Regions from separate parts of the Mus musculus genome. Here regions 1, 2, 3, 4, 6 and 7 are each linked to region 5. A link is a contact called in public Hi-C, HiCAR-type and HiChIP or PLAC-seq data. All regions are on one chromosome and are shown on one strand. Each heading gives the region's core, a stretch centred on a gene start, on an enhancer-like site or on the middle of the called end of the contact. The rest is flanking DNA. Distances are from core to core; before and after follow the strand shown.

Region 1 (3,385 bases), core at 395-2,894, 650 kb before region 5:
TGAATAAACTATAAAAACCTATGCTAAGCTTCATTACTTCAAACTGGTCATCCCACAGAGTTTAGAACTGGGCAACTGTTCATTAGAGTGGTTACTTTAAAATGTTTGTTTTTATTTGTGCTACCACAATAAGCACTGATTTTATTTAATAAAACATACATCAGAGGAAAACTGAAAACAAACAAACAAAAAATAAGTGTTTAATGTCTGCTTTACTCATAAGTGCTTATGTTCATTTGAAGAATTTGGTTTGTACCCTGCTCACATTACAACACAGTAGTGAATATTGGATCAAACCAAACTTTTCTTACCTTAACCTTTTACAATAGCCACTATTGTCTGCTTAGAAAACACAGCTAAGGTCTATTATTGTGTAATTATCTTATTTCAGTTTGGAAAATCTAAGAAATATTCATAAGTGAACATGTAGCCAAGAAAGAAGCTTGCACAGCTGACAGAAATATACAGGAAGTTTGTGTTGCTGACAGTGATGATCTCATCTTTAAGGTAGTTAATGAGAATGGATGTTAAGAAAGGGAAAGAAAAAATGGACAGTAACATGCTAGGAGAAAAAATTCCATGAGATTTAGTGACGATTATAGGGAATAGGCACAAAAGACGTATGAGCGGTGAAGAATTTGTTCTGTGCTTTACATTGGAAAGGTTTGTTCATTTTGAATGTTTGTGAAGCAGATCAAATAGGAGAACAGATTCTAGAGCAGCCAGTGAACTGATACACTGACTCCCATAAGAAGGTTAGGCACCCTAGGGCACAGTGGGAAGGTGTGGCTTCAATGGAATAATTAATCTTCCAACATGAACACAAATGAGATAAGCATAATTTGGTCCAGTTGACCAGACTGAAAATGTTAAGTGAGAAATCATGCAAGATATGGAAATAAGGATGGATGAATTTAGATCATGAAGACAACAGGAAAGCTTTGGGAATTGAAGAAGAGGTAGAGGGCAGGAAAAGAACTTAGCAAACTGAAACGCCAATATTTGGAATATTGAATTGTAATAAAATGGATGGTTTTCTAAATAATCCAGTGCCAAATAGTTATAATAAGTAAAACAGTCCATTGCACAAAGAGATAGATAGATTGCACCATAGGACAAAGAGAGATATCCAAGATCAACAAGTCCCCAGAAAGAAATGGTTTAGATGACTCACTGTAAGATGTTTAAGTTGAATAAAAGTAATTGATTAGATTAAGGTGCAAACCACTTCTGATCCTGCAGTTTTCAGGCAAGATAGCTAACCACCAGCATCACCAACTTATGCAAATGAAAAGAATAGCATTTTGTGTGTGAAAGAATTAGGAAATTCAGTATGAATCTGGTGGAAATTGTGCTAGTGCTATACATCATAAATGAAAATGTGCCCTTCTTTCTATTATTTTTGGAGCAAAAATATGTGTTCTCTATTTAGAAAATAAACATGTGCAAAGATGTAAGAAAGATGCCAGGTGCCCATGGCAACATCTTCTTTTAAAGGAAAAGCATTCTGAGAGATGTAGAGTACTGCTAATTTCAATTCCAGTTATTTCAAACCCAAAACAAATAAGGTAACTTCTCAACTGGCCCTATGGAACATGAGAATGCTTCAGGCTTGTTGGAATTAAGGAGCCATATGGAACTTGTAGTGAGCTTCTAACTGAGACAGATGGCTACAGAATGGAGCCAGCCTTGAGGCTGTGTAAACACCCCAGTGACCGTGAGTAGCCAATTAAGAATTGAGACAAGAGGGAAATGTCATTTCAATTCCTGTGGAAAAAAATATCTATCTGCTATACTCATCCTTGTTGCCTTTAAAAACTCATCTACATGGTCCATGGCTCTAAACTGGAGTCTGTGAAAATTTCTTCCAAACCACCCAAAGTAAGCATCCGAATTCCTGTTCTTTTCTAAGGACCACAGGGATTCAGGTTTCTGCTTCCACGGGGTGGGGGTGGGGTGGGGAATCTAGCACGTTATTAGCTCCGGTGTTGTTTTCAGTAAACCCGCAGTGAATCCTTTACCTCCTAGAATAACTATATCTCCAAGATACATTTATACTTCAGATAAACTCTAAATACTTGCCTCCTACTAATCACTCCATAATTCTGATGATAACAAAGGGAAAGCCATGGTTTCATAGGTCATGAAAAAGACTGGTTAGTGGAAAAGTAGCACAGGGTGCATTCTAAGAGAAGTGATGCACTCTGATCACAGCTGAAAATCGACTGTCTACTCACACCTGTCAGCCTCTTTCTCAAGGAAGGGCTGGCTGGTTTTGCCATCTCAAAATGAACAAAGATGACTACAGAGATGAGAAAGAAAAATGAACATATGAACATAGGATATAACACACTCATGCCAAAGCAAAGGTAAATTAAACTAATTTTCAAAAGCATCATTTAATCAAAAATTGGAAAAAGTAGTGAAGGCTAGAACAAAAATATATAGCACAGAATATGCAGGGAACCAGATAAATTACCTTCAAGTGGGGATAACATGAAGAATTTTAAAGGCAGTCTTAGATATTTGACCTTGAAGACTGGTGCTTTAAAGAGCTACTCCTTCTCTAGTTTTTGTGGACTGTATCGTGGGTATTCTGTACATTTCTTTTCTTCTTGTTTGTTTGTTTGTTTGTTTATGGCTAATATCCACTTATTTAGTGACTACATTCCATGCATGTTCTTTTGGGTCTGAGTTACCTCACTCAGGATGATATTTTCTAGTTCCATCTATTTTGCTTTCAAAACACAGGATGTACTCTTTCTTAATAGCTGAGTAGTATTCCACTGTGGAAATGAGCCCCATTTTCTGTATCTATTCTTCTGACCTGGGACATCTGGGTTGTTTCCAGCTTCTGGCTATCACAAACAAGGCTGCTATGAACATAGTGGAACATGTGCCCCCATGGCACTGTAAGGCATCTTTTCGGTATATTCCCAAGAGTGGTCCTGCTGGACCTTCAGGTAGATCCATTTCCAATTTTCTGAGGAACCTCCATAGTAATTTCCAGAGTGGTTGTACCAGTTTGCAATCCTACCAACAATGAAGGAGTGTTTCTCTTTTTCCACATCCTCACCAACATGTGCAGTAGCCTGAGGTTTTGATCTTAGGCATTCTGATTCATGTAAAGTAGAATCTCAGGGTCGTTTGGATTTACATTTCCCTGATTAATAAGGACTTTGAGCATTTCTTTAAGTGCTTCTCAGCCAATTGAGATTCCTCTGTTGTGAATTCTTGGTTTAGGTCTATACCCCATTTTTTGACTGGGTTGTTTGGCTTTTTGGTGTTTAACGTCTTGAGTTCTTCATATATTTTGGATATTATCCCTCTATTGAATGTGGGAATAGTGTAGTTTTACTCCCCAATCTGAAGGTTGGTGATTTGT
Region 2 (3,573 bases), core at 80-2,579, 740 kb before region 5:
AAGTTCCAATCTGTCCTCTTCATAGCTATCATTTTTGATCAGACATATCAACTGATTTAAGTTAATTAGCTAAATCCTACAAAGTTTTTGAGATCTTACTGAGTTTATTTAGCTGATATCTTTTTTTATAATTTTGATAAAGGTTTTCCTCTCCTTTAGAGAACACAAGACCCCTCAGTTTATGTGTATCAAGACAGAAATTAGCTTTTCAAGAGAACACATCTTTCAGTTGCTTCTTGAAAATATGCTTCATTAGGAGAATCTGACTTTGTTGAAAGCTGTGATGTAAAAACTGTGATCAGCAAAACATACGAAAATAATCTTCTTTTTGGCCATCAATGATTTTGACCCATTGTTTCTCTAGAGATAAATGACATGATGCAATTTTATTTTAAATTTTGATGAATTATTCTTTTTCATTTAATTAGCATCACCAGGTAGTATTGAGACATGAAATCCGGCTGAATACAATGTTTTCTCTGCCGTGTCATTAGTGAAATAGCAGGAGTGTAATCAAATGTGACCCTTATGCTTTCTTTTTCAAAATGCTGTCAACAGAACTGGCTCCTCAGTTTGCTAAGATTCATCAGTGAGAGGATAGAAAGTTGAGTGAGATTTGAAGCAATATCCTCATTAGAGTTTCTTTTAATCAGTCTCTCTCTCTGTATATACACAGAATTTAAAGGGGGAAATACAAAGCCATACCATCACAGTTCTAGCCTGATATTTATGTTTGGCTGACATGAGAGGGTACCTGAGGCCAAGGTGACATTTAAAAGAGTGGTTACCTAGTCTGTCATCTCACTTCTGCAATTCATGTGGTACTGTGTGTCACATGAAGTTATCAGGAAATGGTGTGGAAAGTACGGTTCTTACTCTCAGTAGATTGTGGGAAACCTAGGGGATTCTGACGTGTGCTTTAAAAATATATTTCAAAACTTCTAAAAGGCATGATTTCGAAATGTGATTGGCTGGCTACTGGTGATTTTCAGACTAAAAATTAATCTGCTTGCAATGAAACCCACGTGAACCACGGCCATTGGGAGTATAGAAATTAACTTGAAGACGTGCAGTTTTCCATTTTATTTATCAAGCATTCACAACCAAAACAAGGCTATTTTTTATGGTTACAATCAAGTGCCTTCATGCCTGAATTCAAGCTTCCTAAATCAGAAAGTGCCAGAAATTACACTTTGAACCTCCAAATCATTTGAGTTGAACAGTAGTGTATTTTTGGAGACCAAATGTGCTCTCATATCCTTCCAACTCTGTAAAACCAAACAAGCAGGAATGTCATTATCTGGACATCCAGTCTTCATCCCTCACAAGTGACTCTGTCTTCCAGTGACACTGTTCCCCTGCTCCAGACAGAGCAGCAACTGTTCCCCAGTGTACATTTCCATTGCATCCCCCATCTTCTCTCCCTCCCCCTCCCCTCCCCCTTTACAGCCACAAATGCTTCAACAGAAGTGGGGGAAGATCCAAAGAATCCCCTTTACTAACTAGAACTAAGATGAATTGTGTCAGAGTTCAGAGCTTCGTTGTTGCTTGGCATGAAATTACTGCCCGTGGTTTCTGCCAAGGCGGGTGTCAGCTGGTGAATTATAACAGTGGCAGACAGGACTGAGATAAGCAGAAAATACAATGGCAGCTGCTACACAGAACTATTCTTTCTGGCCTAGTGAATACAAAAATACATTGTGTAAATAAAGACAGACAGCTTCTTTATGCAATTGTCTGCTACTGTGCAACTGCTAAGGAACAAGTATTGATTCCTGAAAATAGCCCCAGACACTTGAATGCAATATGCTTTTACACGTGAGATGACTGGGTTATTAAGAAAGCAACAATAAATCTAACTTCCTAACATTAGAGTTGAACCTTCAGGTAAATAAAGTATACCACTGTGTTACGTTACATTTCTGAACTTGAGCATTTCTTCAAAGCATGTCTTTCATTCAAGTCCACAATTCTTTATTGTGTTTTGAGTGTGAAATCTAGGGCTGTGATTGAGTTTTCATCAATTATAAAATAAGTGCTGTATCAGGGCTCTTGCTTAGATTGCCACAACAAAGTGCCATCCTCTGGAATGGCTTAAACAACAGACGTTTGTTTTCTTGTGATGCTCTTGGCTGGATATACTTCATTAAGACCTGACACAGTTGGTTTCTGGTAATAGATTCTTGGCTTGTAGAACAATGCATTTTTTCTCTGTGTTATATCTGGCTTTATAGCATCTACTTACTAATCTGTTTATTTTTTGAAAGCATTTTGCTATGTGGCCCATCATTAATCACCTGGGCCAGAGCTATCTTCCTAGCTTTGTCTCCTGAATAGCTGGGACTATAGTGTGCCACCACACTTGGGTCACTTACTAAAAGGGCACTAATTCTATCAGTTTAGGATCCCATATATAAGTTTCTATGTAATTTTTATTACTTTTTTAAACTTTAATTACTTTTTTTTTGTTCCCACTTTAAACAGTCAGAGTTTTTATGTTTCTGCCCAGAAAGTTTGGTAGGATAACATGGTATTCTTTATGTAAAAGTGCCCTAGGCACACTTGATTTTTTTAAAATTTTTTTAATTTTTAATTTTTTTTTTTCGAGACAGGGTTTCTCTGTATATCCCTGGCTGTTCTGGAACTCACTTTGTAGACCAGGCTGGCCTCAAACTCAGAAATCTGCCTGCCTCTGCCTCCCAAGTGCTGGGATTAAAGGTGTGTGCCACCATGCCCAGCACACACTTGATTTTTGTTACAAATAAAACTATGTAATGAACTTGTCTATCAAACTTCTATCCAGTACTTCTGAAGATTTTAAATAGTTTTCAGTAAAATATTATCCACTGAATAACTTTACATTTAGGAATACCATATTAGAAATTAGCAGAAGAAACAAGCATTCTGTAAGGTACAGAACTCTCCAAATATAATTCATAGTCCGTATAGATCCTGCAGCCCTTGTCTGTAAGGTCAAGTCTATTTTCATAGCTATACAGAAATGATGCTTGTGGGTTTTTCTTCTGCATATTAGATAATTTCATATTTCTGTGATAAATCACAATGACCAAGGCAACTTCTACAAGACAGCACTAAGTTGGGCTCATGAATTCAGGGGTAAAGTTCTTGATGATGGAGAAAAAGCAGAGTAGCTGGAACAATTGCAAGAGCACATCTTGACCTAAAAACAGGAGATACAGTGCAGTGGAAAAGCAGAAGTCTCCTTAAACATCAGAGCCTGCCACGAGTGGCACACAGAATCCAGCAAGGCTATTTCCTCCCTATTCTTCCCCCCAAATTCTCCTAACTGGTGATCAAGTATTCAAACCTATGGGTTTATGGGGGACGTCCTCATGATGTTACTGGCACAAAAGTGATGAAGTTAAACTGCTGGCATCTAAACACATGAACTAAATGAGTGATGCCAAGCCAGCCTAGGAACTACTGTGCTAATCATGTAGCCTCAGTTTTATTACACATACACACACATGCCCACATGCCCACACAAACACATACAGGCATGAAGGTATGTGAACACACATATATGCATGCACATACATGTATACATACACA
Region 3 (3,325 bases), core at 381-2,880, 890 kb before region 5:
TCATGGGCAAAATATCACTCTCTGGGGAATCTAGCAGGGTGCTTCCTTGATGTTTTCAGGTTTAACTGTCTTGGCCTTGGCCGTCAGTGTGGTCTGAGGCTGGGAAGGTTCTGGTAGACAGGCCATCCAGGAGTGTTGTGGGCCCACAGAGACCATGAATCAGCATGCGGGAGGGAACTGGTCTGGATGGCTAGGTGATTCCATACAGACCTTCCAGGCTCTATTAATCAAAGTAGAATCTAGACTTCCTTCAGATGGTCAGCTGACAGCAAAGGAAGGACAATCCATTTCTGCAAATCTTTTATTTAAAGGGCTTCATCTTTATCCCAAAGTCAGCAGAATTAACAAATTCTCTTTTCAGGTTGCCAAGCATGATATTTAGGTCCAGACAGGTCTCAAACTGGGACTGTAGAGACCCCCTACCCCCACCCTGCCATCCCCACCAAGAAGAGCTCCCTAAAACCAGCAGTTGGGGAGTTTATACATGCTTAGGCTTGTGTAGCACATAGGGTCTGGTGGCAAAGAGCAGTTCCTCTGTCAAGCAAGTACCCACAAGACTGGCTGCCTTCCGACTGAGAAGGTTGAACGTTAGGGCCAGATGTCTACTCTTGTGCTCCATCTCCTCCTACTACAGAAGGTGTGCCCTTATTTAGGTGGAAGGACCTCAGTGGAACCTCAGGTTGGTTTAAAGTTTGAAACAAGATTTTTCTGGCCCCCTGGGGTCTTCTACTTCTTTTGAAGCTGCCCAGCACCCACAATAACCCTGGGAATGGCTTTGTGTACTGTGGGTGAGTAAGCAGGGTCAGGGCTGTCAGCCCTCCAGGAGCACACACCTGCAGGAGCTATAGAACCTAGGCAATTATAGCCCAAAGTATGATAGTTACCTCCCCAGGAGAGACCTATGGGATGCCATAAGTGCTTATGTGGGGGTCCTGCTTAACATCGAGAAAGGCAAAGTTTCAGAAAAGGCCACTTAATGAACATCTTCCAAAAAGCAGTTCTTACTGGAAAACAGCTATGTTTTAATTCTCTCTCTCTCTCTCTCTCTCTCTCTCTCTCTCTCTCTCTGTATGTATGTATGTGTGTATGTGTATGTGTTTCTTATTTGACATGAAGCAAAACCTTAAAGCAAGTGTTCACTTAGTGTGTTGCTATTGCGTTATCTAGTGGGCTGCTGCGCTTTAGCTGCTATTGACTGGTGAGCCACTCTCTCACAGTAGGTTCCTCATGAATGCCATGGCCAGAAGCTGCCTTTGTAGACACAGAAGCCCTGTCATTACATCACAGCCTGTCAGTCAGCCTTCAGCCACCTGTGTTCTTTTTGTCATGTTTTTGTTCCTTGTAGGAAAGTGGGGTTTTTTTTGTTTTTTTGTTTTTTTTTGTTTTTTTTTTTTTGTTTTGTTTTGTTTTCAGAATGAGTGTGAAGGATGTGAAGGAAGAAACGGAGAAAATGAGGCCAGGTGCATGTCCACAAAGTTCCAGAAAGAGACCAGGCAGATGAAATCTCTCAGCCTCGCTTGTAAGTTTCCCAGGAGGAAAATGCCTCTGCTGACATGAATGGTGGAGGTCAGACAATGATTTCTGAAGGAGATAAACAGCCCCCTAGTCCCTGCTGACCAGTCCCACTTCTCCTCTCTGTGTCTGATCTCAGAGTAAAAGGTCACAGGGCGAATGCTGCACCTGCAGACAGGGAGGGCCAGACCCAGCCCTCGAAAAGAGTTTTTGTGTAATTGATGCTAATTAGCATTGAGCCATATGCATCTTTTCACTGGGGGGCAGGTGGGAGCCTTTGTCACTGTCAAGGGCATTATACCAAGAATAAGTTTAGAAGTCTTTGTATCAATGTACATATGCCTGCCTTGTCCCAAGTGCTGTATGGAGGTTTTTCGTGAAGAATACATCAAAAACAAAACATGAACTTCATCCAAAATGTCTTCTACTGTATAATGTGATGGTCACAAGTCAGGTGGACGACAAATGCCATCCAGTGCTGAGGACTGAAATTCTGAGAACTCTGCTGCTGTGTCTCCAGTTGCCTGTGAGATGCCATAAGGCACCCTTTGTACTCCGAGAGAGACCCTGAGAACCCTTAGAGGTTTGCTTTCAGGGACACTCATTTGCTTTCTGGTTACTTATAGGGGGAGAGGCTCTGTGAGGAGAGAGACAGAAAAAGAAGAAATGACAAAGAAATACCCCCCCGCCCCGCCCCCCCCCCCAGTCCCCCAGCTTGTAAGTAAAGCATGCCTTGCTGTGACTGAATGTCAGAACCACTGTGGGGATGCCCACTATTTTGTTTTGGAAAGGAGCTTTAAAATGTTACATTTTTCTTGCTTCTGTCCATCTTTGGCATCTCACCCTGCCCCCATTGGAATTCAACTTAATGGCTTTTAAAGGTCGCTTTTATATCAGAATAACATTGCAGAAACATAGTGATAGACTATGCTCATATTTGCAGTTGTATTCCTGACCTTATATTTGATTTATACAAACATTCCTTAACCTAACTATTGGTCTGAGAAGCAGACTTTTCCTATTCATTTGTGTATCAGAGGGTTATTTAACCAAGACTTCTATGGAGGTGCATTTTGGGGTTTTGGTTGTCTAGCATGCTGATTCCAATGAAGGCTTTCCCCCTCTGGTCCTTCATAGGCTTACTATCTTTTCTTGCCTGAGTGTTTTATTTTTAAATTATGGATTTTAAGTAATTCAATTATAGACAATAGTGTAATTTTCTTCAAATTTTTATCCTTGAACTCATTGACATCCCCTTCCTCCTTTTTTTTTTTTTTTTTTTTTGCTTTGGTGAGCTTATCATTGTCATCAAAGGCAGAAAACTCTTCCCCATTATTTCTTCAATTATAACATTACTGTCTACCCAATCAAGGATTCCAAGTGCACATTTATAACATAGGTCACAGGTTGTGGGTACCTGTTCTCTTTTCTCTTTTCTCTCCATATGCTCTTTTGACAACTTGGCATCACAAGGTCTTCAAACTCACTAATATTTATTTAATCTTGTCCTCCAGACATTCCAGATTTTATGTCTAGGAATTCTATTTGTATTTTTGTTTACATCTTCTGTGAATTTTTAAATGTGATTTGCACATTAAACTCCTTTTTTGAATACTTGGATATTATGTATTATAATATACCATATAGTTATAATTTTTCTGTTTCCTTACCACTAATTTTAGCACATGTATGACTTCTGCTCATGTTTCTGTAAATAATTTCCTACTTGTTTGATTGTATGGCAATTTTTATTAGATTCCAATATTAATTTTACTTTTCTAAAATATAGATTAGGTCTCTAATAACCCTGATT
Region 4 (3,653 bases), core at 729-3,228, 930 kb before region 5:
TTTCACAGCAACAGACACCAAAACAACATCCTGCCCTACTTATCTCTAGTCACTGGGAAAAACACCTGCTGTGCTAGTCAGGGGAAGTCAGGTTCCTGAGGCAAGAATGTGGAGGGGGAAGGTAGAGAGATCAAGTGAATCAGAGCCACTCAGTACAGTTCCCTAACCCATTTATCTGGGCTGGGTCAGGACCATAGGCTCTGTGCTTCATGAAATCTGTGTCTTCTTCACATAGTTTCACACAGGGATTCAGCCAGTATTTAGGCACAGCCTTCTCTAATTAGGCACTGGTGCTAATGTCTTTCTCACTGTCTTATAGCTTCCTGAGAGCAAGAGGCATCCTATCCACTTCTGTAGTCATTGTAAGTCAGTGCTTAGGTCACAGCAAGTGATTATCAAATGCTTATACAATTGACATCTATGTGCTCAAAGGTAAACTATTATTAAAGCCTTATAAATACACTGTGTAATGGGGAGATAAACAAACACACAGTACTCTCACTGCTGTCAAACATGCACTGTGCTCTAGGAGCTGATGGGTGCAGATTTATGTCCTCCTCTGCTCCCAAACTCTTGATATTAAGAATAATATTAAGATATATTCAATTTCCATTTTTTTTCTTATAATTACAAGTCATCAATTTTGGGTGAGACTGACTGCCCACTCTTTAAACCTGTTCCCAAAGGAGGAGTGGCAACTATAGAACAAAGGACACAGCTCAGAGCTATGAATAATCCCAGAGTAGTTGGTTGCCTGTGGAGTTCGGTGGCCTTGGGATGAGATGTGAGGCTTTTCCTCACGTGAGGTCTAGACTGCCAAGCAGAGCCCTGAGTGTGCTTAGTTTATTGAAAAACTGTTATATTTTATTTCTTGACATTTTCAAAGCCCTAGGTAACGATGCATGTGGTCAGTGTGATTGATGATAATTGTTCAGGTTCCCGGAGGATCACATGCTGAAGAGTCACAGGCACTGCCAGTCTGGGGGGGGGGGGGGGAATGCAAATGTCATCGTTTGGCTAATTGGTTTAGCATGCATTTCTTCCACATGTCTGAAAGCAAATGTAATTGAGGGCTGTGGTTTCTGGGGCATGGCCAGCTGTACAATGTGACTAACAACTGAGGAAAATATCATGGGTTGTCACATGGTAGACATCTTTTATCTTTTTTATTTACCTCTTTTGAAAACACGAAGTTTTTTTTTTTCAAATTTTGCAACATTTCAGCATTTAAGTATGTCACTGAAGTATGAAAGAAGAATTACATAAAAAGAACAACCACTGGATTGCCCAATTTGGAAAACAACATAAAATGCATTTTTAAGTTATATGGCTGGAGCATTCCAACCCAGAGTTTCCTATGTCAAAATTGAATTTTCAAAAAGAGAACAGCTTTTGCAATTCTTTAAACATTTTGATAAGGGTCTTTCTCAAGCAAACCCATATCAGGAAATCCAAATACTAGTTTAAAATAATAATCTGCCCTTGCCTTATGATCTAGAAAATAACTCTATTCAGAAATCCTAAGAGCAGTGGTGAGGTGACCACTGGGTTCATATGCTGTTTCTAATTGACATGATAGGAATTTCATGACCTCAAGATAAGGTTCATACTACCCAGTCCCCTCCTACCTTCCTCACCACTTTCCCATAATCACCCTTTGCTCTGAGAACAAAGTAAAAAGATGCCCCAACTCAAGGTCCCTGGGTCTTCCTAGTCTGGGATGAACTGCAGATGCTGTTTAGATGTTTCCTGGTGTCCCAAGTTTCTGTGAATTACATATAAATTCCATCTTTGAGGTGGGTGCATCTAGTAGCCAGAACCTACTACTGGTTTCGAAGCTATTCTACACTATCCCTGTCTCTGCCTCACTGCATATAGCACCCACATGAACTTTTGAGATGTTGAAGACTGAGAGTGTGTGTACATAAACTAACCAGTTATGTTTGGGCCCAGAAGTTCGGAAGAAGTTGCTGCCGAGCTCTCCTGAGTCTGTAGCACTGCTTCCCAGGTTCTGCTGCCTAGCAACACAGTGACCAGCTGAGCCACAGAGCACATGGAAAGTCTATTCCAACAATGGCTGGAGGAAAGTTTCCATAGTGTTACTGGGAGTAATGCCAGAACTGCCCCTAAAACAAAATTAGATTTCAGGAAAACAGAGAAAGGAAGGAAGGCTAGGATAGGGCTAACAACTTTTTGGGGGGAACTGGATAAGAGCTCTGAATGGTGGGAGAGGTTATCCAAATAGCACCTTATAATAAAGACCACTCACTTTCTTCTTAAAAACAGAAATCTAAAATTTACATTATATCCCCGAGGCAACAAAACTATTTTGAGACATTATTGTCAAAAAACGTAGTTTAGTGTTGTAGGTAGAGCCTGGCAGTAGAGTATTTTCCTAGCATTTGTGAGACTTTGGGTTTAATCCCCAGCATCAAATACACTGAAAACAAAGTCGTTTTAATTAACTCATTGACCACTTGAAAAATCCAAAAGAGAAAACAATGAAGGTTGGACTGGGGAAAGAACCAATGTAGGAAGAAGAGCTAAGAAAGAGATACTGTTTTATTTGACTTAGGACATAGCTTGGTAGAAGTGGTTTCTGTCGACACCATATGCCCCAGATAATATGCTTTTGGTCTAAGAACTGAGAAAGCAAAGACAGAGCAAAGTTAAGTTATAATGAAGTACAATCACTCAACTAGCAAGTATTCCAATCAATGTTGCAATGCTTTTCTAACTCCATAAATATACTCTCTTTTGGTTGCTTGTTACAGGCGTGTGTGTGTGTGTGTGTGTGTGTGTGTGTGTGTAAACTTTTCAATCTTCATAATCACACTCAAAATATTTGGCTGATATTATTATGGGTGATTTTGTAGTTTTTTCTTAACTGTATTTTATGAATACTTACAACAAATATATCTTAATTGTGTAAAACATGAGTGATAATATAAATTTCTTTTATAGTACCATGATATCATTTATTATATTGTTACATCCCATAGAAAATTCATTGCTGCTGGACAAAGGGCTTGAGAGGAACAGATTGGTAGGGATTTGTTATTAATATAAAATATATGACAACATATAATAATATATGATAATATATAATATAGTATATAGTATGTTATTAATATATATGGTATCTGGTATCTGGTATATAGTATATAGTATACAGTATATAGTATCCATTGCCATTGTAATGAAATTTGATTTCTTAATAACTACTGAGACAGCCTAATATAATCAGTAAATAAAACATAATTCTAACAGAGACTAATTGATTTCTATGTAAAACCATTCATAATATTTACTCAGCTAAGTGTCTTTATTCATCTAAAGTATTGACACCCATCGCCATGTTTTCTGCTTGTCTCCACAGATGTAGAGAAATTTCTGCTTTGAAAATTTTGGGCCATAAAGGAACATCTGCTGAAGGCTTGGTTGCCAGGCTATGACTTTGTTGGAAGCTAAGCTATAAGCAGTGATGCCTTATGGAAGGAAGCCTAGTCATTACGGGTACAGCCCCTACTTCCTCCTTCCTTTTTGCTTTCTTTCTGCAGTGATAGAAACAGCTACTTCTGCAGTGTGCTCCAATCATGTTGTACTATCTCACCATAGACCTAAAGATAGCAAGACCAAGTGACCAGGGATTG
Region 5 (3,493 bases), core at 54-2,553:
TCTTTCTCTGATGTCCCAAAGCTTGTTTCTCTTACAGAGCTGCCCCTAAGAGCACCATGAAAACACCGCCATGATGAGTTTGCTAAAGTTGCATACACAAGCACATAGGTAAACCAAATAATGTAACACATTAAAGTCAAGACTCAAGATGAAGGGAAATGTTCGGTCGATGAGTATCTGCTAGGAAAAACCAAACTTAACACCAAGGAGAGCAAACCCAATGTTTTCTGAATTCCTTGCTGCCTTTGAGTGTCAGAAGCTGGAGGATTGCAGTTTAGTGATCCCTCATGTCTGCAAACTCAGTTATCAGCTAAATTGGGTAAACATTATACCAACATACAAATATGTACATGTGTACATGTGCCGTGTGCTCAGTTCATAACACTTTGAGGAGCTTAATCATAAAATCTGAAAAATTCCTATTTATGATCTTCCTAAAAGAATTAACAAAAGTTCTTCTGGGTATTTAAACATATGTGTAAGGTTGGTTTTAATTTTACAATGTATCCTTTTACTTTAAGCAAACAAATAGTAGTAGTAGTAGTAGTAGTCGTAGTAGTAGTAGTAGTAGTAGTAGTAGTAGTAGTAGTAGTAGTAGTAGTAGTAGTAAATGATTGGCCTCATGGAGGTTATACTGATTTTTTTAAAGTTTATAATATAATTGTTAGGCTAGACAATACCATTCCTTTTCTGTATCTCCTCTCAAAACTCTAGAAATGAGTTCACAGTTGTGAATGTGGAAAAAAATTGTGTACTGCTTCCACAAGTGCTAACTGTGAGCTGGGAGAAAATTAGTCCATTTGCAGGCATTGGAAAACCAGGGAATCATTCCATTGTCAAGACAAGAACCAGCAGCTGCTTTGGATTCCATGTATTTCAAGGACAAATCATTCATTGACTCCTTTGACACCCAAAGTATGCCAATAATTCAATGTATTAGTTGGATGCAAATTTCATACAATAAGGTATGGAAAGCAAACTGTAATTGGGAGTGCTTGTGTGAATGGAGCTCTGTCCTTTGACAGAGCCCATTGTTGAACAGCAGCCTGAACCCCCGACCCTTTACTTTGCAAGGATACAATAGCCTTTGATATGAGGTGGTGGGAAAAAGACTTAGACACTCATTTCACATTCAGTTGCAATTCATCAGTTTGGCGGGGACTTTTAGCAGCTTTAATGACCACAGCAATTGATGGTTAAATCAATTTGTGCCGGTGACAGCATGGCTGGCCTCTAGACTGTAACAATCCAGGATTGCGCCAGGCAGAAAAGACTCTGTTATTCAGATGTGCGCGGTTCCTACTCTGCTCAGAGAGAGAACAATGAGAGAGTCTCTGGCTCAGGCAAGCTGGAAAACGTTCACATTCACTCCACTGCCTGCGCAATGTTGTGGCTTCTCTGTAAGGAGGTGCAGCGCATTTCATTCCCGTAAGTATTGTTGCGAGTAAAAATATACAGACGACAAAGATTTCTAACGTTTAACTATATCCTGAGAGATAGTAACAAACCAGAAAGAATTTAACCTTTGATTCCTTGATCGAACTGGGTGGTCCTACTCCTGCCACCACTGCGCACCCCTCCTCCACTTCCCCTCAAAAAAATTAGAAAAGGGAAAGAGAAAAGCAGCAGCAGAGATTACGATAGAGGAGGCTTATGTTTAGGAGGGAAAGGTGAGAAAACAACCCCACAGTATTTTGTGTAAAAAAGGAGGGAATATTGCTCCCTCTTCTGTTGATCAGAGGTATTTTTTTCCTAGTAATGATTTAAAAATACATGTTTACTGTGAAAATATGTAAATGTCAGCATAGTTCACTGAGTTGAACTGACCTGTTCAAGTTTCTTAAAATAAAAAGGCAAAGTAAGTATTTTTTTTTTAAGCTAAACCTACGTTTAACATTTAGGAATTCTGCAGGCATAACTGGCAATTTTTAAATGGGGAGAAGGATAAAATATCATCACAACAACATTAATTTTGGTTTAGTTTCATCAGTGAATTGCGTCATTAAATATAGGAATCAAGAATTAAACCATAAGCAAGACTTTTAAATTCTACAGAAAATGTGCAGCCTAAAACATACCTGTAAGATTAAGCAATGTGAAGCCAACATATTATTTGTATATCTGAATACTAATTAATGTCTGGCATAACGTAAGATACACAGATGACTGTAACAAACATGCAACTAAAGCTAATTAAAGGAAAGTTTCTTGTTTTTAAACATGTGTTAATGCTGCATTTATTAAACAAAATTTTTTAAGTAAAAAAAAAATAGTATACAAAAAGTATTAAATTCTACTCTGGACTGGATAAAATTGACTGTAAGGGTGGACTCTGACCCTGAGTTGCCTTTTATGTCCTATTAAGAATTAGACCAAATGATACAATTTTATTTTAGAGCTATGGTGGAGAAAAAAGAAAAGAAACCATGTCCAGAATATAAGCAGATCCATGGGAAATGGATGGCCCCGACTCGAAGCTATGGTGTTGTGGGAAAAAATGTAAACAAGGTTTTCGAACAGATTTGTCTAAACATTGAAAGAATATTGAGTCTGTACAGAGGAGGTCTTGGCACTGAGTCCAGAGCTGTGCTTGGTAACTGGGGAGGGTAGAGAAAAGGAGGAGAGTTTCCATGGCAACACTGGTGCTGAGCATAAATGGAACAGGCATGCATCTTCCCAAGGGAGGACTGGAGGGTGGAAAGTGGAAACGAGGGGTAAGGGCGGTAGGGCCCCCATGAAGATACTTTATGCTGAATAAGTGTTTTGTGTAACTGTGTGGCATGCTGGACATCACTGTGTGCATTCTGAGAGATATGAGACCTCTTAAAAACACTGCTGCCATGATCCAAGACAGTTCTAGGTGGAAATAAATGTTGTCTTACCATTTCTAGAGTGAACACAAATACACTGAACCCATCTTGCTTCTGATTTTGTTATGTCCCTTCAAAGTAGAATGAGAGGTGACATGAGTAAAGCTTTTTACAGATTATTTTTCTTTATTCTTGAGAGTCGTATGGAAATAACCCTATTTCCTTCTCTTAGCTGCAAAGGCAGGAAGATATGATTTCTCATTATTTTGAATGTGAAACTATGATTCACAACTTTGACACTGTTTCACCTTTCACAAGAAAGCATCCTCGTTCAAGGAACAAGATAAAATGAAAGTGAACATCATTTACCTGACTAGATTATCATTATTAATAATTTTATCTCATTGTAAATGCTTCAGTGTCAAGATTAAATTAGGATGGCATCAAGAAGAGGTGATAAGTTGCAGGCTAAACGCTATGGCATACTATGAAGTCAGCTTATGACCATACTTTCATTAGAAGTGAGATTGTGGCACCAACTTGCAGAGAGCACAATGCCACAGTACCATACAGGCTTTAATGTGTGTGAGCTACATTTGTGCCCAACACATTAAAAGCTCTGAGCTGTGACGTATGATATTTATGTCTATGAACTTTGTGAGAATGGTAGTCTCCATAAGAGA
Region 6 (3,630 bases), core at 301-2,800, 870 kb before region 5:
GCACAGACTACTGTGCACAATGCTTTGCTGTCATTTTGCTCATGAGCTTGCCTATATGCACCACAGTTTTACTTTGCCAAAACATGTCTTTTAGAAAATAGCAACATTCACACTGTACTACTTCCCAAATCCTTTATGGGAAGGAACTAGATATGCCCTCTAATTGGGATATATTTCAAGTTTTTTAGAAAACTGAGAAGAAAGAAGAAAGATAAGGTGGAATATATAACTGCTATGGTTTCATGATGAATTACATTCCCCAACACACTTGCAAACATGTACACACACAGAGAAACACACAGACACAAAGACACAGACACACATACACACACACATAAAGATGGAGCAGCCTGATTCCATCTTAATATTAAAAGCCACCTTATTACAAGGTCAAAATAGGTTTACTATGTTTTCTGTAAAACTTGGATTTGACCATGTCTTGACCTATTTTCTCAGTTTGACTTGTTCCATGCCCTATACCCTGATCTCCGCACTGATAAGATGTTCCGCAAAATACTTTTAAAATACCCTGCCAAGTTCATATATAACCAAAAACTTTTGAAAAGCTCCCTAGCCTTCCAGTTCGGGGGCTAATATAAACTCTATTTTCTCCTGTGTTTGATGCTGTTTTCTTAAGCCCTCCTTTAGGGAGGTAGCACAAAAGACAGAAAAGGAAGCTCTTTTAATTCAACTAAAAGAATCTTTACTCTGGTGAGATTAACAATTAGATCAAGACTTCAAATTATGAATCTGGAACTTCATCCCTAGACTCCAGAACTGAAATGCAGCCTTAGGAGGTACATACCTTGAAAGGAAATATTCCATGGCTCTGAGGTATGCTTTCAGTTTGGGATTGTTGGAGTGAACTCTTGCACTAAAAAGAAACTTGTAAGCACATATCTGAAAAGGCCTTTATTGGTGGGTCATAGAGGGCATCTCGTTTTGATGACATCTGGTACTGGTGGAATCCTGTCTGCCAGGCAGAGAGCTGTGTGATGAGGTAAATGAACTCATGTCCAGGGCACCAGCAAGACATTGTACTACCCACCTGAGTTTTTGGTGCCTGGTTATTGGTGCTCTCCATTTTGTTCTGTGGTTTGTCTGTCTCCTGCCCACTAGCACAAGCAAGCAGTCTCTCTGCCTACCTGGGTCTTGGATACTGGGATCTGGGACGGTAAATCTGTCAAGCTTGTTTAAATATATGGATGAAGGTGGTCACTGCACGTTTTGGTTTTGAACAATCTATTTGATTACATGAACATTCTATGTTCTACGTTTACTTGTTCAATTTTTGCTGAATCTGTCCCTTGAACATTTTATGTTCTGTGTTTACTAGGTTTTCTGTTTTGTTTTGTTTTATTCTTTTTCTGTTTCTAGTTTTTAAAATCTGCTGTAGGCCATCTGCCACAGATGCTGCCTGCCTCAGCAGCTCAAAAAAAAAAAAAATTCTTATCCCTTCCTGAGTCCACTGCTAGCTATTGGCTGGGATAAGCCACTGAATAATTGCATGCTATCAGGCAGGAAAGTAAGCAGTGCAAAGCTCTCAAGGAGTGCAATACTGCAGGGAGAAAAAAGTGGCCCTAAACTGGGAGGACAGGGCAGTCCCAGCAGGGGAGGACTGACCAGTGCAGCTGCTTTGGCTGTTTGCCTGATTTAATAACCAGGGCTCAGAATTTCTGTCTCTGAGCCTTCTCTGTGTTCATGTTGCTTCCTCTGCTCACTGGATTTAGTTTTTAGCTATGGAAAATGTTAAAATATTGTTTTATTTGCTGTTCTACCTTATCGAAAAACTGGTTCTGGAACTGAATTACAGCTCTCTCTTTTCTAGATCCAAGCATGTTTATTTAAAGGTTTCCTGACTGTCATGTGACAGATGATACACTGATTTTGTGACAAAACAAAAACAAAACACACAAACACAAAAAACAGACAGCAGAACAAAACAGTCCCTCTCCTCAAATTGGAAAACAACACTGAAAGTGTATAATAGATTACAATAATTAAATATGTAAATAAAATATAATTAAATATAGAAAAAGAGGCCTTTGATTTTTATTCCTCAATCAACGTAACATATTTGTTGGTTTTTAAATTGTTGTTGTTGTTTTCTACTATGTTCAATAACTATTTGCTCTTAAAGCAAACTAAATAATAGGCCTTCTGGATGTCAACTTTATCTCAAATGTCATATTCTAAGCCAAAATGTTTATCCTTAAATGTCCTCAAAATAATTGAGTCTGTATTTATCTAACCAGGGAGGGTATCATTTGATCTCTGCAAAGGTTCTTCTAATAATTTTGACTATTTTTCTTTACACTTTAAGTGGAGGACTAAACAAACAAACAAAATCCATTTAAAACTGTCAAGACAAAATCACTGCCGAAAGCAAAAGCAAATGCAAATAAGAGTGGAGATTTTTAAAAAAATCCTACCTCTTGATGAAAATCAGCCCAGGCGACCTCCTGGTTTAGCTCTGTTTGTGTCTCTGGCCAGATTTTGATGCCAATCTGAACGTTACTAGCAGGGACTGTCATCCCTAGTTGGGACTTCTAATTAAAATATAACTTAGAAGGACCATCAGAGGTTTAATGTCATGAGAGAGGGTCTGGCTACGATTTTGTGCAGATAAAGATGGCAAAAATCTGTATTAGTTTAGATAAAAAAGCTAATCAGCTAGGGCTATAATTGTCAGCACAAAACTTGAGATATTTGCTTTTTGGCAGAGCACCCAGGCCAACTGAAGTCTCTCACGGTGCCTCTCAAGCGTCTTCCTCTGCCTAGGGATTAAGTCCTCTTTGTTATGTTTTTGTAACAAACAAAAACAAATACAACAACAACAACAAAAACCCGCTTGCTGCTAGACATCACCAGAATGCTACATGAAATGATTTCTACATAGCTTTAGATATTTACAAACAGTGTGATTTTTTTTTTTTTAATCATGTGAAGAGCCAGTAAATATCTTAAAGGGTTCCTGTAAGAGCAAGCTTCTAAACTAAGGGTCTGGAGGAAAATGGCTAAAATAGGCTCTAAAGCAAAACATAGGAAGATTGAGTAAAGGATAAAAATATGAAGAAACTAAAAGGGAAATGATGTTTTAAAAAATGCTGGTCCCCTATGGAACTCTAGAGTGAAGATAGCATCTAAAATAAAGACAGTGGCTTTGGTAATATGGACAAGCCTGCTGCTGGCTCTACAGGATTATATGGCCCAGATAATTAGGTACGAAGGTGCTGGTTATTAGCAGCAAACTATTCAAAAGCTAAGGACTGGCTCTTACTATTGGGTGTAGGTGGCACTCAATGGCTACTGTGTTTCCTGGTAAATTCTTCTACTGGACCTACAGCATACTCAGTCTAAAACTCCCACTATGAGCTCTATATTTCTAAGAGCTAATATTAAAATAAAATGCTAATCGATTTGGAACTAAGTTTGAACCTAATCTTATAAAAGCTGCTAATTTGTTGTAAACTGTTAAAAATGACTAAAACATGCAAGTTAAAAATGATCAAATTCTTTAACATGTTCAGAACTATACTTGTCATCATACTGAGTACAAATGTAACTTATTAACAGGAATCAGTTTTCTTTAGCCTCATAGGTATATTTGTATATAGGTGGTTAAACCTA
Region 7 (3,570 bases), core at 1,039-3,538, 810 kb before region 5:
CATATAAATATGAAATATATAGTCTATACTTTTCAAATGTGGAAAATCAAAGTGACAGAGTGAAATGGTCACTAAAGCAGGCAGGTGTCATAATCCTGGGATTCTAATTTTGTTCCAGCACAGATGTAAACTTAGACAAACAGTGCTTTTTTGACCACAGTCCTTAGCTAAGATATGCCCAATTTTTATCAGTTAGTTTGACATTTGGCAGGAAGCAACTGTTATGAAAATGTGTGAAAACATTATTACATCTTTCAAAATCTCTTTCAGCCTTAAGTTTTTATGTTTGTAAAGAAGTTAGGGGGTAGCAATGTGGCCTAACGGACAGAAAGATAGCTTGCTATGAAGCTTTCTGATCTGAACACAAATCTCAGTTAACCTAATAAAAAATAGGGCATGGCAGCACATACTGTAACAGTGCTGGGGAAAGGGGGTCCAGAGATTCATGGGAATTCTGGCCCAAACCAGTGAGATTCAGGTTCATTGAAAGGGTTCTCAAGAAATAAGATGTGCAGTATCAAATAGAACATTTAAAATTAAACCTTAGAGCATCCAAGTTGGTATGTGTGCATATGCATGGAAACTCTCACACACACACACACACACACACACACACACACACACGAGAGAGAGAGAGAGAGAGAGAGAGAGAGAGAGAGACAGACAGACAGACAGACAGACAGACAGAGAGAGAGAGAGATGGAGAGACAGAGAGACAGAGACAAAGAGACAGACAGAGAGAGACACACTGAGGAAGAGGAAGAGGAAGAGGAAGAGAGTGTGTTAAAACAGATAATTATAAATCCCTTATTTCACCTTCTTATAAGTAATGTACCTGTGTGACCACTTGCATGGGTGACTGAGGAGAGTATCTCTGCCCCTAGTAACCTACCTTGTAGTAGCAAAAACATAGCCATGTACTGGACACATCCAGTTGCATTCCCAGTATCTTCCTTCTCTCCCTACTTGATCTGGTTCTTGATTTGCCAGTTAAGTCATATTAATGTCCCATTAGTTTTTTTTTATTTTATAATTACCATAGCTTATATAATAGCTGCTTTGGTAACTAAATCCATCCTGACCCAATTAGGATTGCTGGACTATAGACTCCTATCTGCTTGGCTTCATGCTATAGGATAAGAGCTACAACATGATGAGAGATGTAGGAGCTATTTACTATCACCCAGAAGAAAACAGCACCAAGGCATAGATCCTGGTGACATACTTTAGGTCCACAATGAAATAACACTTTCATCTCTCCAGCCCATAGGCATTCTTATAATGCTACCACTGCCCCTGTGGCCCTCAGATGCTGCCTATAATCTATTGTCCTGTAGCCTATTCAAAGGTAAGTCCAGAACCTTAGAAATGAAAGCCTTCTCCTGCCTGTGCACAACTACAAATGGTATTTACTAAGTTATATTTTATTAGGAACAAACCTGCCTTGGAAGGACTGTTTACACACTACTGGCTATGTTTTATTCATTCCAGTATTTAAAATTGGATGAATGTTTACTTCCTGAGCATCACATTCCTTCCTCTGTTCTGATAGGTGAGGCTGGGTGAGCTCCGAGCATTCTGACAAGGTCCCAATGAGCTGACCAGAGGCCACCTTTATACATATAGAAGATATAATATGTATATATGTATATATATGCACATATATACATATTAGGTGAACTGACTTTTATATGTTAATGAAATGAAAGAAGCTTTCTAAGTAGAAAGAGAAAGAGCCTGCATCTATTCGCAGGAGGAGGGCTTTATGAGGGCTTTTCTCTAGGAGGGGGACTTTTGGGTGACCTAGAAAAATAGACTTTGGATAAGTAAGGAGAGTCCTAAGGAAGCAAGGAGGTGAGGAAAAGTATGTTTTGGCCATAGAACTAGATGTACCAACCTGTTTCAGCAAAGGTGTAAATTTAGGAACAGTGATATTTACGCTCTCCACCCAGAATGCCAATACACAAGTCCACACTTGTTTTTTCTCAAAAGTGTAGTCTGTAAAAAAGACTTGTACAATCTGCACCTCATCTGTTCACAAGGGCAGCAGGCTTCCATCTAAATGCTGTGAGGGTAATTTAGCATTGTTGGTGCCTGATTAAGTTTGTTGAAAAAACGTTCCACCTGTCATATGGTTGGTCCACTTCAGCCAGGTCTTAAATCAACATATAAATAAGGAAACCAGGAGACCCAAGGGGAAAGAAAGTTCTAGCCATGATATATAGACAAGCCTGTTCCTTAAAGAAGTGTAAGATGAGAAAAAAAGAGTGTTGAAAACTTAGGGAGGTTTAAGGGGTATAAAGTACTTGCCTTTTAGCTTGTTATTCTTGGACCTAAGCCATTTTCACAGTGACCATAGGGTTTTATGTTTGTCTTAATTCATTGGTGATTTATTTTATGACTCTTAATCCAGGAAATGCCACATACAAAGTCGACTGAAGAAAATTTCCAATTATAAATTTTAAATATACAAGACAAAATAAAAAAAAATATTCATTTCTTAGTACCCTGAGTTCCACAAAAAGCTTGTTCCAGAGCGGAGCATAACATCATTAAATACTCTTTTCATACAGGCAGAGGAGAGAACATGATCTAATGGCAAGTATTGAAATGAGATTTAATTCAAACACATTATGATGCATTGCCATTAATATAATGTGCCTTAGGGACTTCTACACTATACCAGAAGCCACTGCTGGTTCCACAGAGGCTAGAACGCCCCAGGTTCCTTCTTGTGATGGAATTTTTCTGAGCACATTAAATGCAACTTGCACTGACACTTGGTATTATCACCTCATCTGCATTCCTGTGTTGTTAATGTCCCTTGGGCACCTGGACTGATGCTCATTTCTAACCAGAGTTTATTTTGGGAGCAGGCTCTTCTGTGGGGCTCATGCAACTTAGCCACAGCTTCAACTCAGCTGAGTAAAGCATGAATTCATTTAAATGCTTAGGAGCTAAAGAAAGCACCATCAAGCACACAATCCCTGTTCAATATAGAATGATTCAAATGAGTGAAAAGTTATTCTATTTAAAAATCCAAGATCACATAGAACATTGATAAAGAAATTGTATCATTCAGAGTATCTTGTTGCTTCAGTGATTTGAATGGTATTGGTGTGTTTCAACAGTTGAATGTTCAAGGCCAGCTTTTTACTAAAGTCTGTGCTAGGTATTACACAGTCATGTCTGCAAAGAATTGAATTTGTGTTTCTTTTTTTTTGGGGGGGGGGACTTCCATTATTTTATATGTAAAGAAAATTATCACATTTATTGTTAACTATCCTTCCATGTTGACTAGCAGTTATAGTTCCTAACCTAACACCAACATTATATGTGATATGTGATATTGTTGTTGGAACAGAAAAGGTAATATATATATATATATTTTATTTTCTTGTGTGTGTGTGCTCATGCATACAAGCCATATGAGAATGGGTTGTCAGACACACTGGAGGTGAAGTTACTAGTTGTTGTGAGGCAACTGATGTAGGTGCTATGAACTGAATTTGGGCTCTTTGGAAGTGCAATGTGCACCGTTAACTGCTGAACCACCTGTCCATCCTAGTC

What was found. A called contact is a pair of places that touch in the nucleus more often than the background predicts. HiCAR-type assays count read pairs that join an accessible place to other places. HiChIP or PLAC-seq counts read pairs in DNA pulled down with a chosen protein or histone mark.
Region 1: a contact with region 5 is called in a Hi-C map of cerebellum, with 2.0 times the contacts expected there. The contact joins two enhancer-like sites. A contact is called at or near these places in 1 of 15 datasets of contacts at CTCF or cohesin (the NIH/3T3 cell line), 2 of 484 Hi-C or Micro-C datasets (cerebellar granule neurons and cerebellum), 1 of 115 datasets of contacts at active chromatin or transcription factors (neural progenitor cells) and 1 of 9 other capture datasets (embryonic tail).
Region 2: a contact with region 5 is called in a HiCAR-type map of astrocytes, with 2.6 times the contacts expected there. The contact joins two enhancer-like sites. A contact is called at or near these places in 2 of 484 Hi-C or Micro-C datasets (cerebellum and myocytes), 6 of 115 datasets of contacts at active chromatin or transcription factors (astrocytes, differentiating embryonic stem cells, embryonic basal ganglia and 3 more) and 1 of 9 other capture datasets (embryonic tail).
Region 3: a contact with region 5 is called in an H3K27ac HiChIP or PLAC-seq map of stem cell-derived neural progenitor cells, with 6 times the contacts expected there. The contact joins two enhancer-like sites. A contact is called at or near these places in 1 of 15 datasets of contacts at CTCF or cohesin (the NIH/3T3 cell line) and 2 of 115 datasets of contacts at active chromatin or transcription factors (differentiating embryonic stem cells and stem cell-derived neural progenitor cells).
Region 4: a contact with region 5 is called in a Hi-C map of neural progenitor cells, with 2.7 times the contacts expected there. The contact joins two enhancer-like sites. A contact is called at or near these places in 5 of 484 Hi-C or Micro-C datasets (adipose-derived mesenchymal stem cells, embryonic fibroblasts, neural progenitor cells and 1 more), 1 of 115 datasets of contacts at active chromatin or transcription factors (astrocytes) and 1 of 9 other capture datasets (embryonic tail).
Region 6: a contact with region 5 is called in an H3K27ac HiChIP or PLAC-seq map of neural progenitor cells, with 16 times the contacts expected there. The contact joins two enhancer-like sites. A contact is called at or near these places in 1 of 484 Hi-C or Micro-C datasets (uterus) and 3 of 115 datasets of contacts at active chromatin or transcription factors (astrocytes, embryonic hindbrain and neural progenitor cells).
Region 7: a contact with region 5 is called in an H3K4me3 HiChIP or PLAC-seq map of embryonic limb bud, with 8 times the contacts expected there. The contact joins two enhancer-like sites. A contact is called at or near these places in 1 of 484 Hi-C or Micro-C datasets (cerebellar granule neurons), 2 of 115 datasets of contacts at active chromatin or transcription factors (embryonic limb bud and stem cell-derived neural progenitor cells) and 1 of 9 other capture datasets (embryonic tail).

What each region holds. Positions count from the first base shown.
Region 1 is chr10:37,906,282-37,909,666 of GRCm38.p6, forward strand. No RefSeq gene overlaps it. Among named protein-coding and RNA genes, the nearest start is that of Gm46220, 150 kb to the right of the region's middle. Within about 2 kb of position 1,645, at least 9 of the 459 cell types and tissues checked have an H3K27ac peak or open chromatin away from gene starts, as enhancers often do. A contact at or near this core is called in cerebellar granule neurons and cerebellum, where this site is marked.
Region 2 is chr10:37,811,147-37,814,719 of GRCm38.p6, forward strand. No RefSeq gene overlaps it. Among named protein-coding and RNA genes, the nearest start is that of Gm46220, 250 kb to the right of the region's middle. Within about 2 kb of position 1,330, at least 59 of the 459 cell types and tissues checked have an H3K27ac peak or open chromatin away from gene starts, as enhancers often do. A contact at or near this core is called in astrocytes, cerebellum and embryonic basal ganglia, where this site is marked.
Region 3 is chr10:37,665,496-37,668,820 of GRCm38.p6, forward strand. No RefSeq gene overlaps it. Among named protein-coding and RNA genes, the nearest start is that of Gm31330, 230 kb to the left of the region's middle. Within about 2 kb of position 1,631, at least 19 of the 459 cell types and tissues checked have an H3K27ac peak or open chromatin away from gene starts, as enhancers often do. A contact at or near this core is called in stem cell-derived neural progenitor cells, where this site is marked.
Region 4 is chr10:37,626,068-37,629,720 of GRCm38.p6, forward strand. No RefSeq gene overlaps it. Among named protein-coding and RNA genes, the nearest start is that of Gm31330, 190 kb to the left of the region's middle. Within about 2 kb of position 1,979, at least 13 of the 459 cell types and tissues checked have an H3K27ac peak or open chromatin away from gene starts, as enhancers often do. A contact at or near this core is called in neural progenitor cells, where this site is marked.
Region 5 is chr10:38,552,663-38,556,155 of GRCm38.p6, forward strand. No RefSeq gene overlaps it. Among named protein-coding and RNA genes, the nearest start is that of Gm22911, 61 kb to the right of the region's middle. Within about 2 kb of position 1,304, at least 127 of the 459 cell types and tissues checked have an H3K27ac peak or open chromatin away from gene starts, as enhancers often do. A contact at or near this core is called in astrocytes, cerebellar granule neurons, cerebellum and 4 more, where this site is marked.
Region 6 is chr10:37,681,746-37,685,375 of GRCm38.p6, forward strand. No RefSeq gene overlaps it. Among named protein-coding and RNA genes, the nearest start is that of Gm31330, 250 kb to the left of the region's middle. Within about 2 kb of position 1,551, at least 13 of the 459 cell types and tissues checked have an H3K27ac peak or open chromatin away from gene starts, as enhancers often do. A contact at or near this core is called in neural progenitor cells, where this site is marked.
Region 7 is chr10:37,739,498-37,743,067 of GRCm38.p6, forward strand. No RefSeq gene overlaps it. Among named protein-coding and RNA genes, the nearest start is that of Gm31330, 300 kb to the left of the region's middle. Within about 2 kb of position 2,289, at least 2 of the 459 cell types and tissues checked have an H3K27ac peak or open chromatin away from gene starts, as enhancers often do. A contact at or near this core is called in embryonic limb bud, where this site is marked.